Linked DNA regions of Sus scrofa: all the other regions are linked to region 3. Evidence: chromatin contacts called from public Hi-C data. All regions are on one chromosome and are shown on one strand. The core of a region is the stretch at or near the end of the contact, and the rest is flanking DNA. Distances in the headings are between cores, read along the strand shown. Region 1 holds the start of AIG1 (androgen-induced gene 1 protein). Region 2 holds the start of LTV1 (protein LTV1 homolog). Region 3 holds the start of FUCA2 (plasma alpha-L-fucosidase). Region 4 holds the start of HIVEP2 (transcription factor HIVEP2).

Region 1 (2,700 bases), core at 102-2,601, 420 kb after region 3:
ATCAAAATGGAGGGTCAACAATTAAGAGATTACAATCATGCTCAGGTGGCCAACCTCCTGTATAATCTTGGCTAGGCAGTACTGGCAATCCAGGAATAGGTTCTACATTTTGTCTAGTCCTTAGAACTCCTTGCTTCTGTTTTCTCTGTCCATGCTTGATCATCTTTTGGTGTGTGTTTGAGCCAGTCTTAGTCACCTTTCACCTTCAAGTTCCCTGGCTCCACCCATGTCCCTATTGGGTCTTATGCTCATGTTCTGATTCTCTGGCCCTTTTAGTGCCAGAAGTGGATTAAAAAAAAAAAAAAAAAAAAAACTAAACAACTGCAACTGCCAAGGTTGTCATGTTGTGCCAATAGAGGAGCTGCTTATGCAAACTACTGCGAACTTTTATATGGGAAGATATGGAAAAGTGTAGAGTCACAGTGCAAATGCATTTTGAAACTCTCTATGGTCTAATGTTTAGGGGGGGAGGTTGAAAGTAAATACTGACAATGGGCAAAAAACAGATGCAAAGAAGACAACTTTATTAGGCACTTGCTCTTCTTTATGAGCTTTCTCTTCTTTATGAGGAGGACTTTGGTCCTTTCAGAGGAAGCGCCAAAACAATACCCAGTTTCCTTCAGCTGCTGCAACTTGATCCCACGGTGGGTGCTCTGGAAAGCACGTTGGGGGCCAATGCGGGCCACTCATGATCAAGGTCGTCGGATCCATTTGCTAAGTTGAGAATCTTCCCCTATCACCTCTTAGAAGCAAGTGTGTTTCTCCCTCCAAATAGCCTACCACCTGGCTGCACCCCACCTCCACTCGTGCCCAGCTACCAGGTGAGGTTAGGTGCTTCAGAAGGTGTTGCTGCGGGGGCACCCAGGCCTTCAGACCCGGTCACTGGGCAAGAGACGAGGACGGGGGTGGATGCTGCAGGCGCGCGCAGGTGCTCGCACACCCACCAACACACACAGGCTCGGAGTGCAGGAGGAACAGGGGTAGGCGGGGGATGGCCTTACCAGATCAATGAACGTCAGGAATTTCCAGCTCCCTCCGTAGGTCTGATGCGAGGGCATTTCGATGGCCTTGTAGTTGCACAGAATAGAGCAGTAGGACAGCAGGATGGCCACCCGCAGCACCTGGCAGGGGACAAGCGCCATGTTCGCGCAAGGCCTGGGCGCGCCCGGCGGCGGGGAGGGCGGGCGGCCGGGCGTGAGGCGCAGGGGGCGGGCGGGGGCCGTGGGAAACCCTGCGGCGGGCGAGTGGGCGGGGCGGGGCGCTTCCCGCGGGACCGGCGTGGGCGTGAGCGATCGGGCCCGTCCACCTCGCGGGCGGGGCTGGGCGGCGTGTGCGGCCCCGGTGGCGACCGGGTGGGCGGCGTGGCGTCAGCTCTTTCGTCATCTCCGTCATTCTGCTCCAGCGTTTGCCCGGCGCAGAGACCCGGCCGGGGACGCCCGCTCGGCGTCCCTAGAGCAGGTGGGCGGCCTCCGAGGGCGACCCGAACCCCGGGAGCGCGCGCCGAATGCGCGGGTCGCCGCCTGTGGCATCAGCCGGGCTGAGCGGGCGCGGGGGACAGGAAGCCCGCGAGGAAGGAGGGACCCCGGGGACTCGCCGACTGAGTGGCACCGATGGGAGCGTTCACGAGGGGTCTGAACCCGCCGCGCCTTGGTAGCCCTCGAGTGACTTGTTTTATTTTGAGCCCAATTGGAATTTTGGTGTTCGACTACTGTTAATCTATAAAATTCCCTTACCAATTCCATTTGATAGACCGCCCTGCCCTTTTCCACCGGAGATTTACAAACATCCTATGAGTATATAACAACGCAGATTATGGACTTTGGTCATGAGGCTTATAAATAAAACCCTGTTTAGAAGGAGTGTCAAATCTGTTATTTAACAGTTTCTGCTAAGAGATTTCGTTCAGTTTGAGAGCAGATTGTCCTGAGTCTGGATGTAAAACCTGTGTGTGTAATTTAATACTAATCATTTGAGGTTTTAAACTGTTTTTGCCCTTTTACTTATTTTTTTCCTACACTACACTACCAGGGCTTAATAGGAAGAAAATAAATATAAACTGGATTCCCTCCACCTCCCAGTAAGTGTGGTCACATTGAAGTCGCTTCAGTCCGTGGGCAGCTTTTTTTTTTTTTTTTTAATCATGATCACATTTCAGCTAACCAGATGCAGGGTCACATTATGAAAAGACAACATAGGTATTTCCTGTGGATCCGTTTAAAACAGGTGTCCTCTGCAAATAGTATGTGAGTCAGAGAATGTGGCATGAGGGGGCAGGGAAAGCAGGGTGTTAGAGGTAAAGTAGCAACTCCTGAATGTCTTGCTGCATTTTTCCAACCAAAGTCTTAAAGAAACCCAGTAGGTATTTTCTAATTGGCCTTAGAATTATGCTAATAGAAATTAATGTCCCTCAAATCAAGATAATTCCAAGAAGATTCTACTAACGTAGAACTATTTATTATTGAAAATTTCTAGTTTTATCTTTATGTAAAAGTTGAGTGCATTTTTAAAAAATTGTGTATTCATGCTACATGTTCATAAAGTTGCAAAATTAAGTAGCAGATCTACTAAAGAGCTGTCTTTCTTACTGGGTCCTTAATAAAGTTTTGAGTTCATGTGATATCCTTAAAATTTTTATATCTTCCTATCTTACAATTTAGAAAATCATTAATGACTCCAATCATTTAAAAAATAATAATACTT
Region 2 (2,771 bases), core at 164-2,663, 310 kb before region 3:
AACTCCTCAAGGGTTACTTTAAATTGGATGCTAGGAGAAGGTCCCTGACAGGCTGAACCAGAAAAACAGGAGCCTGCCACAGAAAAATGTGAGGAAAAGTTCCAAGCAGGGTACACATTTCACGTACCAACTATTAAGTGAAACCATAACACAACAGCTGAAGTTTAATAAGATTCGTCATCCTTTCTACTTCTAGTTTTGAAACCGAGTAGGGCTGGGTGGCTCCTGGGCACATAAGCCTTTCTGTGTCCCTCATTTCCTGTTCTTGGGAATAAGCGTCAGCCTCCATGACCTTTCCTGAGTTCCAAAAAGTAGGTTCAAACAGCTGCTAATCAGGGAAGGGGGTGGATGCAGATGCCAGGGAGGAGCAGTCAAGAGACAACTTGGAGTAGGGTCCCAGTCCTTCCTCAAGGAATACAGATAACAATACCTTTGAGCTCTTCCCCAAAACTATAACCCCAACAAATGGAAGATGTTAATGAAGGATTCTGCATTCCAGAAAGATTACCAGCTTTGAAAAACAACAAAAGCTTGCATCTACCCTGATCCTTACCTGTGGTCCTATTTTTCACTCCCAAACTATAAAACCAGCTCCTATGCCCTCCCAAAAAGGGGCACAGTCTTTAGGGCATTAGCCTGCTGTAAACCTCCCCTCCTTTGCCTAGCAAAGCAATAAAGCTATTTCTTTTCTCCTTCACCTAAAACTCTGTCTCCCTGTTTGTATTCAGCAACAATGGACAGGAGCCGAGTTTCGATAACAATTTCACTACCCAACCTTGATTTTCTAAAATAAAAAAGCATTACTCCAGTTACCTAAGTTGCCTGGCTTCAGGGCCAACCTTCCTGTCTCTTTTCTCAGAGCAAAGAGATGGGCAGAAACCTACCCTCCAAAGTCCAGAGAGACTAGAACCCACTCTCTGCCCCACCCCGGAAAGCACAGGTTGGCATGTTTGTGCGGCATGTCACAGGTTTGCAGACGGGGGTGGGGGGCGTGTAAAGAATAGCCCATTCTGTTCTGCCCACTCCCCAAGGAGGCTTGCTTGTGGGAGACCCACTCTGAACTACAAGGCATGCCCGGAGTGGTGAGGGTAGCCTATACTGTGACACTGGGAAGCAAGCAACTTCCCTCCATATTCATACCAGCCTCCCAGTCCCAGGCCGCAGCAGCCACAGGCACTAGAGGAACCAGCCTAGCCTCTGCCAAACCAGAGCGCCCGCCCCGGAGACTGCGAGGCTTACCATGCTGCAGCCGCGCGGTCCTCACCCCAAAAGGAGGCTACCACACTCTCGGAGTCCGGCAGAAAGTGACAGAGTACACCCCGACCGCCACCGAGGTCCAGCTACAGCCCTGCCTTTACGCTGCTCCACACATGCGGCTCCGGGAACCGGCCGGGAAGTAACGCAGGAGGCTGTGGAAATGGACCAATCGCTGAGGAGCTAAGGGTCGCGACCGGAAGTTACGCAAAACTCAGGCCGTCGCAACGATCGCGAGAAGCTATTTGGAGGTGGGGCTGCTCTCCGCTGGGAGGGTCGGGCCTTTCTGGGCAGAATTAAATCAATCCGGGAAGGAAATGGAGGGCGTTTGTGCTGCGGTGAAGTGCGAAAGGGGGGGGCCGCTGGTTAAAGGGAGACCTTGCTTTTATAGCGCCTTCTGCGGAAGACAGAAGCCGTGAAACTACCATCCCCCTTGAAAGTTGTATTCCCTACCTGTCCCCAACAAAACAAAACACGAAATGTGTATGCAGAAGGAAGGTGGGCACCCTCCGGGATCACCGAGATTTCGAGTTCCCGCTCTTTAGGGCGGGCGCGGAGCTGGTCGCCTTAGCAACAGAGTATCCTGGGGCCTGGCTATTCTAGTTCGCTTAATTAGGTCTTTATTTTCCGTTGAAAGAACTGCGTTTAAACACCCAATCAACAACCCCGCCCCCGTTGACAGTAGAAGCACTTGAACTAATAAAACACATTTTCAGAATCTCTTTGGTGTTTGCATGCCTTATCTTAGGCGGAAACTAATGTTTATTCTCTTACAAGCTCTTCCTCAAATGTTTGAAAATAGTTTAAGCAAATAGGCTATAAGCACACCTTAGCCAGCTTTCAGGCAGGTGCTGGTGCACTTTCAGGTTTTCCTGGGCAAAAGAGGATGGAAATGCATTCAAAAATTTTATCAGCAGATGGTTCTTCAGATTTGTATTTCCCCTTCCCAATTTCTGGTGTCTTTCCAATATCTGAATTATCTTGAATTATTTTTATGTCCTACCTTTTACTACTGTAAATATCTATGAAATAGTATGCTTTCATTCCAGTAAAAATTATAGAAACAATTCAGATTAGGATAACTAAACTTGTCTTGGGATAGTGCTTTGCAATGAGGATAATACAGAACACTTCTATATGCTACATACTTTATTATAATTGAGCTCCATGAGTGCAGACTTTGTTTTGTTTTTATCTGTTTTATTTACTACTGTAACTATATTCAGGACCTAGAATCGTGCCTGGCACGTGTATTCAATAAATATTTGTTTAAATGAAGTGACATTCTGGCACTTTACCTGAATTATCTCAAGTCTTATAGACAATAGTAAAACTAACAACACATGGCTTGAACCTAGCCAGAACCCAGATTGGGACTTGAACCCACAGTTTTAATTTAGAATCACTCTCCTGGTGTGTGGACTTACTGAGGATCAGGAATTCAGGGAGAGGGAAAGTGACAGGCAAGAAATAGATTTAAGAGAGAACACTTGTGAGAGATGCACGCAGGCAGGCAA
Region 3 (2,799 bases), core at 212-2,711:
TTATCCCTAACTGAGGCTACTGCAATTGTTAACGATGTTCAGTAGACTGCTGGATCCCTCCTTTCCGTATCCTGAAAATTTGGGGAGCCTTTCTGGTGGAAGCAGTGGTCTTGGGACTCCACTGAACAGCATCAAGGGGGTGAAGGCCCTTATACCTGGGATGACAGTGGTCACTGCTGCTCCCTGTCTTTGCAGAGATAGGAGAATGAGGGCAATAGCTACTTAGTGTCATTTCCTTCTTTCTTCTTTTATAACATTTGTGTAAAGGAAACAAGCAGCCTCAGATGGAGTCACTTATGCTAAACCCCACCAAGACTTAGTAGCTAACTTAACTGCAGTTTCAGCCTCTCCCAGGAGTGGAATTTTATACCAATCAGTCTGAAATGACCCAATCAGCAACTAGTGAGGTAATCTTACCTGGACCCCTTGCATTTCCCTAAGGGAAGGTGACCTTATCTAAAATAACACACTCTTTGAACTTCCTTGTTCCACCCTCCTTTTGCCTGAAAAAATCTATTTTGTACAACTCCATGGGTCACCTTTTTATTTGCTAGATAGGAGGCTGCCTGTTCATGAATCGTTGAACGAAGCCAATTTGATCTTTTTTGCTCCACTGACGTTTGTTTTTTGAACACAGTCGATAGAACCCAGGTTTGCTGAAGGACTTCAACGAATGTGCTTTGAGTGCTGCTCTACCCAGGCTCTGCTGTAAATGCAGAAACTACAGAAAGGAATGTCCCTATTCCTTTCTTCAGGGTGCTCACACACAGCCTAGTGGGAAATGAAATCTGTATCCTAACAAGACAAGCCGTGGACGCCTGTATTAGTGGTTGGAATGAGGTGTTAATGGAAACACACAGGAGGGAGGGTGGTGACAGCTTCACAGAGGCAGTGACATTTGACCTAGTGCAGGGAAAGATGAGAGGGTTTTTTGTTTTGTGTGTGTGTCTGTATTTCGTTTTGTTTTGTTTTTTCTGGAGCAGAGAGGTGGGGGTTCTGGCTTTTCTTAACATGGGGAGACAGCTTCTGACTGATGTTCCTTGATTAATCATTCCAGGTTTCTGGCTTCTTTCCCAAGCCTGCAGATTCTTAAGCATTCATTTCACTGGCTTCACCTGCCTTAGATCACCTTGTTTTCTCTTGCAGGGTTTCTCAAAGTTTGGTGCTCAGACCAGCAAGATCGTCTCTTGGTTAGAAATTCAAATACTGGGTTCCCAACCAGAATTGGAAATGCTTGGAAATGTCACCTGATACAGGCTCAAAGAAGTTGAGAGTCACAGTTCTAAACACACCCAGGGCCTTTGCCAGGAGCAGGGGCGGGTGGGATGAGGTGCAAGTGGCGTGTAAAATGCAGAGGCTGAGAATGATCTGGGCAGAGGCTGAGGATGATCTGGGCTTTTCCGTGCCACGAGCCTGGGCGGGAGGAGATGAGCCATCTGAGGTTCCCTGCCTTGGTCTTCCGGTCCACGGTTCCACATGGGTTGGTCTGTCGCGTGCTTTCTCCAGCAGTTTCTGGAAGGATCCTGTGGCTTCAAGGGAGAGGCAGTCCCACGAGTCCCTGAACCGGACTCGTTTTTCTCCCCAAAGCGGATAGACAGGAGGCTTGGCTGAGCAGCCTCAGGGTTGGCTTTGGGCCCCCTCAGTTGTGCAAGTGAGCGATGCAGGCCTCCTGGGGTCCTTTGGCTCCCCGAGCCAGAACCGGAGCCACTCCCATCCCAGCGGGGAGGGAGCCTTACTCCAAGGTCAGGTGACCGTTACGACTCGCAGTCAGCCAGGGACGCGGAAGGGCGGCCGCTGGCAGGCCCTGGTGAGCGGACGGGAGTGCAGGCGCGGGCCATGAGGTCCCTGGAGCTACCCCGGCTCCCGCTGCTGCTGCTTCTGCTGCTGCCGCAGGGCCCCGCTGGCGGCGCAGCGCGATTCGACCCCACCTGGGAGTCCCTGGACGCTCGCCAGTTGCCCGGCTGGTTCGACCAGGCGAAGTTCGGCATCTTCGTCCACTGGGGCGTGTTCTCCGTGCCCAGTTTTGGGAGCGAATGGTTCTGGTGAGTGCGCCTCCCTCCGTCTCCTCTGACCCTGCTTTGGTTCCCTCCAGCCCGACCCAGATCCCGCCTTTGCGGCTTTGTTTTGCCCTCTAGTCAGTTTCGCCTCCTGCTGTTTTAACTGCATTTGGCATTTCCGGGTGTTAAGTGTGTAATTTATTGTGTTAGTGGTTCGTGCTGATGAACGCTGAATTTTTCTTCCCTGTGACTGCAGGAGTTGTCAGACACTTCATGTGGCTCCCGCTTCTCAGCTTGTTGATGATTACACTTATTACGTTGTAGTTCTCACTCTGCAGCCTCCGAGTGACAGAAACAGCAGGAAGTAATCTACTTGTGTGGGGTGAGATGGTGAAGCTTGGGCCTAAACCGCAGTCCATTGAGATACAGACTCGATGTCCCACCGCTGTTCCGCTGCTACCTGTCAATTTTCAGTTGTTCTGCCATGAAGTGTGATTTAAACATACATGTATGTGTTTGTGAAACTAAAACTGACAGCACCTATGACTTGAACCCAGCCAGAACCCAGACCGGGACCTGAACCCAGGTGCCAGGGACTCGAACCCAGCCTAGACCCAGATGGGGACTTGAACCAACAGCGTGTAAATTAGACTCACTTCCCTGGTGTCTGGACTTGCCAAGGTTCAGGTTCTTTATGCCTCCATACAGAAGGAATTCAGCGAAAGACAAAGAGATGCGCAAGAAATAGGTTTACTAAGATAGGATTATTGCGAGAGATGCAAGCTGGCCGGAAAGGAGGCGC
Region 4 (2,794 bases), core at 4-2,503, 500 kb after region 3:
CGGCGCGGACGGGGGGCGGGGAGGGCCTATCGGGCCCGCGGCGCCGGGGCAGTCAGCTCTGCTCGGCTCTGCGCGGCCGCTGGGGCGCCCGGGAGGGGTGGCGCACGTTCCTTGCCCGGCCCGCAGACCACCCGGAGGAGGCGCTCTGAGAGTACGCCCGGCCCGGTGGCCATCCTTTCGCCGCGCTCCTGCCGCCGCGGCCGCCTGGGAACCTCCCCTAAGGGTGCACACAAGTCCACACAGGCAGGGTAACGGCTCGAGGGAGCCCCGGTGTCCCCCGGGTGTTGCCGGGCCGGGGAGGAAGCCCAGGGCCCCGGCCCCCACTCGCCTGGGATTCCCCCGTCCCCCGGCCCCGCTGTCCCCGCGCTGGGTGTGATTTCACTCGCGTCCCTTCGGAGGAAGGGAAGCTCGCAGACTGGAGGCGGCCGCTCGCCACAGGTCTCAGCACTGCCACCAGGAAACCGGCAGCTGCTCCTCTCGCAGCTGCTCAAACCGATTTGAATACCCCGGCGAGGGCGGGCCGCGATCCCCGAGCTGGGTGCGCCCAGGGCACCCTGGTGAGTGACCCCAGCGAAGGCAACTGGGGCATTTCGAGCGCGTGAAAAGTTCATGCTTCCGCAGGGGCCCGGAAAGTGCTAGTAAAACACTTTGCAAAGCTCCACAAACGCAGCCAGGACCTACAATATGATTTTATTTTATTTTTTGACCGATAGCATTAATGTTGCATAGAGGCGGGGCCACAGAGAGAAAAGGGATCGGAGGAACCCGGACAAAAATCATAAAGACAATTCTAATTAAAGACAATACGAATTATTCTATAATTCTCTTTGTCTTCTAGATGAGGAAAGATCTGGGAAATGGGAAGATAGGAGTGGGAGGGAGGAGGTTTCCGCATCCCTAAAGGAAATTCTCAGGCTCCTAGAGACGCCCAAGTTTTTTTGCATGACAAGTAGAGACTGGCTCTCTGGGGAGATCCCTGGATCCGAGCGAGCGGGAGCGCGGCTGCAGCGGGGCCGGGCCTTGACTTCCCGGTCGCTTCCCTCCCCCGTCGCGCCGCACAACCCTCTCCGCTCGCCGGCTCCAGACTGGTTTTTCTGGTTCGGCCTCCCTCCCTGGGACGCGCTGGGGGATCCGATGACGTCGCTGGCTGAGTCTCTCCCTCTTCCTCCCTCCCTCCGCCTCTCCCCCCGCCCGCCCTCGCCGCGCACTCCTCCTAGTAACTTCTGTTCGGGGAGGCGCTGCCAGGAATAACCCCGTGCGTCCACAGACCGGGAGGGGAGGCGGCCGCTGCGGCTCCCGCACGCAGACTGCTGCGGCCCGGGCCTCGCGGCTCCCTCCCGAGCCCGGCGGCCCCTGTCCCGGGACCATCTCCGTACAGTGTCAGAAAAATAAATAAAGGAAAGAGGAGCCTGGGCAGGCGGTCGGGATCGCTTCCCTCCCTCCGTGCCCGCCCTCCCTCCCTCTGTCCTTAAGGAAATGCTACCAGACACCCCCCACCAGACACGCTCAGCCTTGGCGAGGAGCGGCCGCCGCGGCAGCGAGAACAAGGGCACCAGGGGGGTTTCCTCCCCCTCCTCCTCTCCCTCCTCTTCCTCCTCCTTCTCCTCCTCCTTCTCAGCGGTGACTTTCCAGGTGAGCGGCCGCCGCTGCTGCTGCTGCTGCTGCGAGGATCCCCCTCGCCCGCTCGGGCTTGGGCCGCCGCGTCGCGCCCTCCTCCGGCTCCTGTCACCCGGCGGCGGCCGGGAGCTGACAGCCGCCCTAGGGGCTCGCGGCCCAGAGGCGGGCGGCCGGCGGGAGGCGGGCTGGAGGTGAGGGGGGTGGAGAGGAGGCAAGCGGGGCGCCACCGAGCGCTGTCTCTCCCCGCCGGAGGAGGGTCTCCGCAGAAACATCCTCGGTGACTGTGGCACAAGTCTCCGCCAAGTTGTGTCTTGGACGTTGAAGCTCCTGGGAGCCCGGAGCAACTTGGAGGGTCTCCCGGCTCGTTAATCATATTCCTACACGTCTCGACTTTGGGGTGCTGGGTGCAGCCTTGGGGTGCGCGGAGGGCGGACCAACCATTCGGGTGAGCAGAGCGGCGGGAATCTAGGTTCCTCGGCTCGGTAAGTGGCCTCGGCGCGGTGTTTTTCCTGCCTCCCTTAGCATTAGCAGCTCGTTTCACTTTACAGCGAAATCGCCGCTGCCGGACCCCATCGCCCTCCCGGCGCGCGCCCTCGGCCCCTGGTCTACGGCGCAAGGGTGAGGGTCGGAGGGGGCGGGGATGGGGGAGACCTCAGGTGGGGGGGTCCGGCGCGTTGGGAAATGCGGGGAATACCCTGGCCGAGGATCTATGCAGATGAGGGGTGGCTGCTTTGCGTAATGTCCTGGGGGGAGGGGGCGGCGCGGGAGCGCTGGAGGCAGGAATGTGCCTGGTTGCTAATGAGGGACGTGCACCGGCGCGCACCGCCCGGCCACCGCTGCGGCTGCCGCGGCCGCTGGCCGCCCGTCGTCAGGTAGCGGGGGAGGGGGCCGCGCGGCGCGGGTCGGGGGCGGGCGGGAGGCACGAGGGCCGGGCCGCCGGCCTAAGGCCGAGCGAGGGCAGTGAAGGCGCCGGCTGTTGGCATTTCGGCGACTCCTTTCTCCTCCCGAGCCGGGAAGGAAGGAAGGAGAGAAGGAAGGAAGCAAGGAAGGAGGGGACTGTCTCGATGGAAGGTTCAGGAGGAGGCGCCCTGGCTTTGCGGGTGCACCGGCCGCGGAGCGGCTCCCGGCGCGGCGGGCTGGCCGGGGGCGCTCGGAGACGGGTGGGGCGGTTTGCATG

Evidence for each region. Hi-C and Micro-C count contacts between places; a contact is called where the count stands out from the background.
Region 1: a contact with region 3 is called in a Hi-C map of liver, with 5 times the contacts expected there. The contact joins the promoter of AIG1 here to the promoter of FUCA2 in region 3. A contact is called at or near these places in 2 of 5 promoter capture datasets (fetal skeletal muscle and liver) and 1 of 47 Hi-C or Micro-C datasets (liver).
Region 2: a Hi-C map of liver shows a contact between it and region 3, with 4 times the contacts expected there. The contact joins the promoter of LTV1 here to the promoter of FUCA2 in region 3. A contact is called at or near these places in 1 of 5 promoter capture datasets (liver), 1 of 47 Hi-C or Micro-C datasets (liver) and 1 of 2 datasets of contacts at active chromatin or transcription factors (alveolar macrophages).
Region 4: a Hi-C map of liver shows a contact between it and region 3, with 4 times the contacts expected there. The contact joins the promoter of HIVEP2 here to the promoter of FUCA2 in region 3. A contact is called at or near these places in 1 of 5 promoter capture datasets (liver), 2 of 47 Hi-C or Micro-C datasets (heart right ventricle and liver) and 1 of 2 datasets of contacts at active chromatin or transcription factors (alveolar macrophages).

Annotation. Positions count from the first base shown.
Region 1 is chr1:22,163,727-22,166,426 of Sscrofa11.1, forward strand. AIG1 (androgen-induced gene 1 protein) reads right to left here and starts at 1,352. Exons shown (of 5, transcript XM_021072473.1): 1 at 1,002-1,352. The coding sequence starts at 1,142.
Region 2 is chr1:21,428,839-21,431,609 of Sscrofa11.1, forward strand. It overlaps LTV1 (protein LTV1 homolog), which reads right to left and starts at 1,414. Exons shown (of 11, transcript XM_021087123.1): 1 at 1,240-1,414. The coding sequence starts at 1,242.
Region 3 is chr1:21,740,731-21,743,529 of Sscrofa11.1, forward strand. It overlaps FUCA2 (plasma alpha-L-fucosidase), which reads left to right and starts at 1,462. Exons shown (of 7, transcript XM_021072334.1): 1 at 1,462-2,042. The coding sequence starts at 1,837.
Region 4 is chr1:22,239,428-22,242,221 of Sscrofa11.1, forward strand. HIVEP2 (transcription factor HIVEP2) reads left to right here and starts at 1,254. Exons shown (of 10, transcript XM_021072421.1): 1 at 1,254-1,632.